2 separate regions of the Sus scrofa genome follow, and region 2 is linked to region 1. A link is a contact called in public Hi-C data. All regions are on one chromosome and are shown on one strand. The core of a region is the stretch at or near the end of the contact, and the rest is flanking DNA. Distances in the headings are between cores, read along the strand shown. Region 1 holds the start of TANK (TRAF family member-associated NF-kappa-B activator). Region 2 holds the start of PSMD14 (26S proteasome non-ATPase regulatory subunit 14).

Region 1 (3,346 bases), core at 566-3,065:
AGTATTTCCAGTCATTTGGGAAAGAACTGATTTCAACAAATGATTTCAGGAAAAATGACTAAATCTCTATCTTATACAATGTACAAAAATAATTTGCATACAGTTTTATGAGTAAAGCATGCAAAACTATAAAAAGTAACAGACAAGATAGGAAACTATTTTAATAATTTTTCAGTGGTGACTGATTCTTAGGCCATACAAAGCCTGAGCATTTAAAAACAAAGACTGATGGTTCTTGAAAGTATTTGCCATGTAATTCACAAAGGATTAATATATCTGTATCATAATGAAATACAAATAATTTTGAAGAACAAGGACAAATATATAAACAGGCCAAAGGTTAACTACAGTTATGGTAAAGGCATATGGTCTAGGCAAAGCAATACCATGCTGACATTAAGATCAAGTAGAGCTACATATGGTAAGATTTCCACCACACATTTTTTATCTGAAAACCATATAATAGAACTGTATGCATATAAAATCTCATTTTCATAAGAAGGCAAAACAGTATGTTTACCTACACATAAGAGAGATGTGAAAGGTTGGAGCACCTATGGTTGGGGAGAGGGTTACAAAGGAGTTTCATTTTCTGCTTTATACAAGTCTCTACCATTTTAGGGTTTTCCTCCCCTCCCCAATGAAAGGGACAAGATAATTTTCCAGCAGAATACATAGCTTTGCTTCTCTCTTACGTTTCGACTGAAATGTGCATTCCAACCTTGGTAGGGAGGGAGATCACTATTTTTCCTTACTTTCATGTCACTTCACTTCCTTCACCACCACTTCCCTCTTAAGATATAACTTGTCAAAGGAATCTGAGATAAACGACACTTCGATAGCAAGACTGCTCTACTTTTGCTTGTTATAGCATGTTAAGAGCCACAAAGACTCTGGTTTGGGTATCTTCCCCCTTCTTTCTTCACTTTGTGACGAGCACGGCTTGTTATACCGGTAACTCTTCGCTAGTCAGTTTACACCGCGCTGGGGATTCCGTCTAACTCCCAGTTCCGTGGGGGCAGGGTGTGCTACAGCTCTCTCCGCCTCAGCCACCCACCCATTCTCTCCGTGACCCTCGGGGAAGTTTCCTAACTTCTCATTGACAAGGCTCTGATGACACTCTGCAGGAAAGCTGAGAGCGGAACTGTGCAATAATCCTGGGAAAAACAACAGAAAGAACCTAGGAAGTTTTCGAAAGAGTAACAACGGCAGTACTAGCTTGAGGAAGACAGCCCCTGTGAGGACCGGAGGCTGGGACATTTCGCGCGGGGTCCACCACTCCCCCTGACATCGCAGGCCCTGCTTCCCCAGTTGGCCCGCCAAGAATTCAAGTCCCCGAGATTAGCACGGCGCGGAATCCCGGTGGATCCCTCCCCTTGAGCCGACGCAGAGGGGGCAGTTGTTTGCTGAGCTGACGTTGCGGGCCCGGAAAGCCCCTTCCGGGTCCTCTCTGGGACGCTGACCTAGGTCATTTCACTAACAGTAAGTCCCTCCCCACTCTAAGAACCGGTTGTCTCTGCAGCTCCTCGGCTTCTCTCCCTGCGGCGCCCATATGGACAGCGCATGCCTCTCGCTCACACACACACACACACACACACACAAGTGCGCCGCCGCCGTGCCCGACGGATTCGGACACACCAGCTCGCTCACAAAGTTTCTTACTCACAGTTCAAGGCGTCCGCACCGGCCTCGCACGCCACAGGGCTCCGGCACCCGGCCGGGGGAATCCAACCGGAAATTGTTTTCCGTTCCAGTTCAGAGGGCAGCGCCTGCGCGCGGAGCCATTAACCCTTCACCTTCCACCTCGCCAGACCTGGCCCCTCCCGCCCGCCCTGCCCATTCAAGCCCCGCCCAGCGCAACTCCGCCCTGCCTCTCGGGGAAAACCACAGCCACAGAAAAGGCTTCCATTGTCAAGTTTAAAGGTGACCTGGGGGTCTTGGCAAAATTTCTGCCAAACATTAAATAACAGTGTCTAATACCACACAGTATGTAAACTGAGATTTACCTGAGAGGCCTGCTGAACATGTAGATTCACCCCTAGAGATTCCCAGAGTTCAGAGCAACTGGGGTGAAGCCCAGGAACCCCCATTTTCAACAGATCCTCATGTGAATGTGATTGAGGCGATTGAGGTTCACACTTTGAGAAAAACCACACACACACACACCCCCATTCGATTTTTCACAAACCAGTAACACTTCATTAAATGTACTTGCTGAAGTTGAAAGGTGCTCCATGAATTGCAACTAAATCTTTATGAGAAAATTTCCCATGACTTACAACTCGCCCATTATTCCGTTTCCTAACTGTGCTTGAATATTCTCCAAAATAGAAATTTTACACAGATAGCTTCAGAAAAGTTTTAGTTCTGATAACTACTCCTTCGGGCAAGTTGTTTAACCTAATGAACTTTGATTTTTAAAAATCTGACAAATGAGGACCATGAAAACTTCTTCACTGGATGGACAGTTGCAGAATCAATCGAAAATTTAAACAAAAGTCGTGGTAAACTTTAGAATGCTCTGCAAGTGAAAAGTGTTGTCTGGAATCACTCCTGTCAATCTGGCCTCTTCCCACCACCAAGATCATCTCTAGGACCCCTTTCAGGAAAAGAGCAGTCAAATCCATAGTATATGTGGAAGCTTCCCGAGAGCACTGAAGGCTGAGACTCTCCAAGTTGACTGGAACATGATTGCTTCTGGCTGAATGCATGTAGCACTTTTAGAAGCTTCCATGGTGATGAACTACTATTTGTTTAATTCTACACTATTAAAAAATTCTAGAATAGAGAATCCGGAAATAAACCCTGACACTTATGGTCAATTAATCTTTGACAAGGGAGGCAAGAACATCAAATGGAAAAAAGAAAGTCTATTCAGCAAGCATTGCTGGGAAACCTGGACAGCTGCATGCAAAGTAATGAAACTAGAACACACCCTCACACCATGCACAAAAATAAACTCAAAATGGCTGAAAGACTTAAATATACGACAGGACACCATCAAACTCCTAGAAGAAAACATAGGCAAAACACTCTCTGACATCAACATCATGAATATTTTCTCAGGTCAGTCTCCCAAAGCAATAGAAATTAGAGCAAAAATAAACCCATGGGACCTCATCAAACTGAAAAGCTTTTGCACAGCAAAGGAAACCCAAAAGAAAACAAAAAGACAACTTACAGAATGGGAGAAAATAGTTTCAAATGATGCAACTGACAAGGGCTTAATCTCTAGAATATATAAGCAACTTATACAACTCAACAGCAAAAAAACCAATCAATCAATGGAAAAATGGGCAAAAGACCTGAATAGACATTTCTCCAAAGAAGATACACAGATGGCCAA
Region 2 (3,346 bases), core at 421-2,920, 140 kb before region 1:
AGGTCAGGCTTTTACAAGTGGATACTGACTTATGAAACAAACACTGCTATAAAATTAAAAACAATTTCATAAAAGCACAATTGCTTCTTTTCACTGATTTTCAAACATGGATTGTGTAACTAAACACAGGTTTACAGACAAGAACAAAATAAATCCATGCCAGAAAGATTAAAATCCAGCTTTTCAATAAGAACAGCAATATAGTATTTATGGGGTGGGGAGGGGAGGTTTCCAAATTCAACAGGTGAGGCTTCATTGAAAGACCATGACTTCAAAACTTTGCTCTGTTGGCTAGATGTAATTTTGTTCCGGGACAAATTTAAGACAATATTCAGGCTTTTCGCTAAATACTACTTCACTAAATGCATCTTGTAGTTAATTCTGAGGCACTACATTTCTTAATCTGGTCAAATGCTCAATTTATATGTTTAAAACATACATAATTTAAACTTTAAATGAGCCAAGTGCTAGCTTTATATGACAAGAGGGCCACTTTATGTTAATCATCCCCACTAAAACTGTATTCAGTTCTTTTTTATTTCAACATTATCAGTGACTTGTCTTATTGTTTACTCATAAATATTAAGTCAGCAGCACTAAAAACATACTTATATGAGCAATGAAGAAAGTAATTTTCACTCTAGTAACTGCATTTCTATGCTAATTTTCAAAGCCTCTCAGCATTTCCCATTAAATCTTTTTACCAACTTCTGGTTACTATTTTTTTTAAAATTTCTGTAATTTTCTCTTCAGTCACTAGATTTATATTCAAATTCTTTCGATAAGTCTACATTTTTCTTCTTTTGACTAACAAAGTAACGTCAACAGGAAAATTAAGTTCCAAGAGGTAACAGAAGCAGATTTCTACTTTATTGAAAGCTGGAAATGTAATCAATACATTACAATCAACAACTACTCAACTGGACAAATTGAAAGTAAGTTAAAAGGCATAGCAGGAATAACCACACTTTAAAGAGTTTCAAGGTTAAAAACCAGTGCACCTCTGGGGTTATTTTTGAAGGGAGTTGAGAACCTCACACCAAGAGAAAAGGGGTCATGGCCTATGCTCAGGACAAGTGATAAAGTACACATGCATTCAACGGGAAAGTTAATTTTATCCTCTCACTCTTATTTTCTGTCTGGCGGGAAGTTTTTCAACACAGGGGTAACTTTCAATAGAGCACATACAAATAGAGGCAAAAACCAAGGGTTCTACCCTGTATAAGGAGAGGGTCCAAAATGTGGTGAATTCAGCGGAGCAGAAATGCCTGGAGGAAGGAGATCTAAATCAAGACCAACAGCCGGCAGTAGCCGGCGAGGAGGACGAAGGAACCTGGACCCACCCTCACTTCCTGGGCCCCCAGTGGCAACTCGGCTGGGCAACGTGACTCAGGAAAGCACCCGGCTGGCAGCGGCCTAACGCGGATGCCTCCGCGGACCTCCTGGGGCGGCCTTTCCCGTCTCACCTTTGGCGGGCTGGCGAAGAGGCCGCAGTCTGGACCCTTGTGACGCGGCGGTGGCGGTGACAGCGGCGGCGGCGGCCGTGACGGCGGCGGCAGCAGCAGCTCGGGCTCAGCCGGGTTCTGGCTCCGCGAACCGGCGATGAATCAGCCCGATTCCATTCAAAAGAGTCGCCCGGGCCTCCGCCGCGAAGCACTTCCGGGTTCACTGCTCTGCTCCGGCTTCCGTTCCCCCGACGACCAATTGGAGACGACTCTGGAGATGGGCGAGCGTCCCAGGAGGAGCTGCCCGGACTGACAACGCCTGCCGCCCGCTTCCCCGGTCCCAGCTGGGAGGGCGGAGCGGAAGTTAGCGCCGAGACCGCTCCTGCACCTCCGACATCCTCCCTTTTCTGCTCCCGCCTCTCCCTTCCCACTTCTGCGCGTTCTGCGAACTCCGAGATCCGGGACGCAGGCCTACACAGCCTGGGAGGTGACTGGTTAGGAAATGGAACTGCAGGTATGCGAAGACCAGTACCCTTTACGTTTTGGTGTCCACCCGCGGCCCTTCTTAAAAACGAAAAGGTTCCCTTGAACTAAACTTAACTTGGTCACCTGAGAAGCAAAATTGAAAAGGGAGGGGTGTGAAGAGTGGGAAACAGTGGAATACTTTTTTCCATACGACATAATACCCACCTTCTTGTCTTTACCGCTTTGCAGAGATTGAATTTCAAGGAAAACCAAAATTTCCTAAATAGTAAAACCATCTATTTTAAGCTCAATGCAATTTACAAGTTTAAGAAATCATTTCCTCACGTTTCTCCGGGTAACTACCATCAACAGTAACGTTTTGCCCATTATGTGCTCTGTGCTAGGTTTTCAGAGAGCAAAACTGCCCAAGAAATAACTATTGACAGGTTTATATTTCACTTCCCTACAGGCTCTCTTTAGGGCAGCACATTTACCAAGTCCCTCTCACTTTGTCAGATATATTACAGATAACTAACATCTTCGAGGCATTCCTATATCAAGAATTTACTGGATGGAGGGAAAAGAAGATTATACCATATGAAACCAAAGCGGTTTGTGTGGCATATTAACACCCAATTTCCCCCTCAAAGAATTCCACCTAAAAATGTATATACATTGTTTTAATCATAGGTAATACTAATTATATATGGATCCATGTCTTTATCTTTTCCCTCAAACCCGTGCCTTTTTTTTTTTTTTTTTTTTTTTTTTTTTTTGCAGATGTCCTTCATGTAGTTTCCCTAATCAGACCCAAGAGTAGACACCTCTTATTCACCTATTCCCACTGGCTTCCCAATTAAAAACTCTGGAAATGACGAAGGGTCTAATCTATAAAATAGTTTTTCAATCCACCACTCCCCTTTCTCCATTCTCTCTACTCCAACTCTCTACTCCTTAACTCAAACCTGCATTATTCTTTTCCTAGAATACTGCAGTAATCTCCTTGATCTCCCTGCCTCCATTCTGTCTTAATCCACTCTCCACTGGCAAATGTCCTTTCTACTATACAAATAAAATCATGCCCCTTCTGGAGTTCCTCTTGTGGTGCAGTGGTTAACGAATCCGACCAGGAACCATGTGGTTGCGGGTTCGATCCCTGCCCTTGCTCAGTGGGTTAAAGATCCAGCGTTGCCATGAGCTGTGGTGTAGGTTGCAGATGAGGCTTGGATCCCACGTTGCTGTGGCTCTGGCGTAGGCCGGTGGCTACAGCTCCGATTCCACCCCTAGCCTGGGACCTCCATATGCCGCAGAAGCAGCTCAAGAAAAGGCAAAAAGACAAAAACAAAAAAAGTCATGCCCCTTCTATGTGTAAAATTTCATCAGTGGCTCCCCATAACACCCAGTTCAAAATTCAAAAATCCCTCAATTTTGAAGCA

What was found. Hi-C and Micro-C count contacts between places; a contact is called where the count stands out from the background.
Region 2: a Hi-C map of heart right ventricle shows a contact between it and region 1, with 4 times the contacts expected there. The contact joins the promoter of PSMD14 here to the promoter of TANK in region 1. A contact is called at or near these places in 1 of 47 Hi-C or Micro-C datasets (heart right ventricle) and 1 of 2 datasets of contacts at active chromatin or transcription factors (alveolar macrophages).

Annotation. Positions count from the first base shown.
Region 1 is chr15:67,969,441-67,972,786 of Sscrofa11.1, reverse strand. TANK (TRAF family member-associated NF-kappa-B activator) reads right to left here and starts at 1,815. Exons shown (of 9, transcript XM_021075290.1): 1 at 1,667-1,815.
Region 2 is chr15:68,105,703-68,109,048 of Sscrofa11.1, reverse strand. PSMD14 (26S proteasome non-ATPase regulatory subunit 14) reads right to left here and starts at 1,670. Exons shown (of 12, transcript XM_003359536.5): 1 at 1,467-1,670. It overlaps LOC110257003 (a long non-coding RNA gene), which reads left to right and starts at 1,814. Exons shown (of 2, transcript XR_002339113.1): 1 at 1,814-1,959.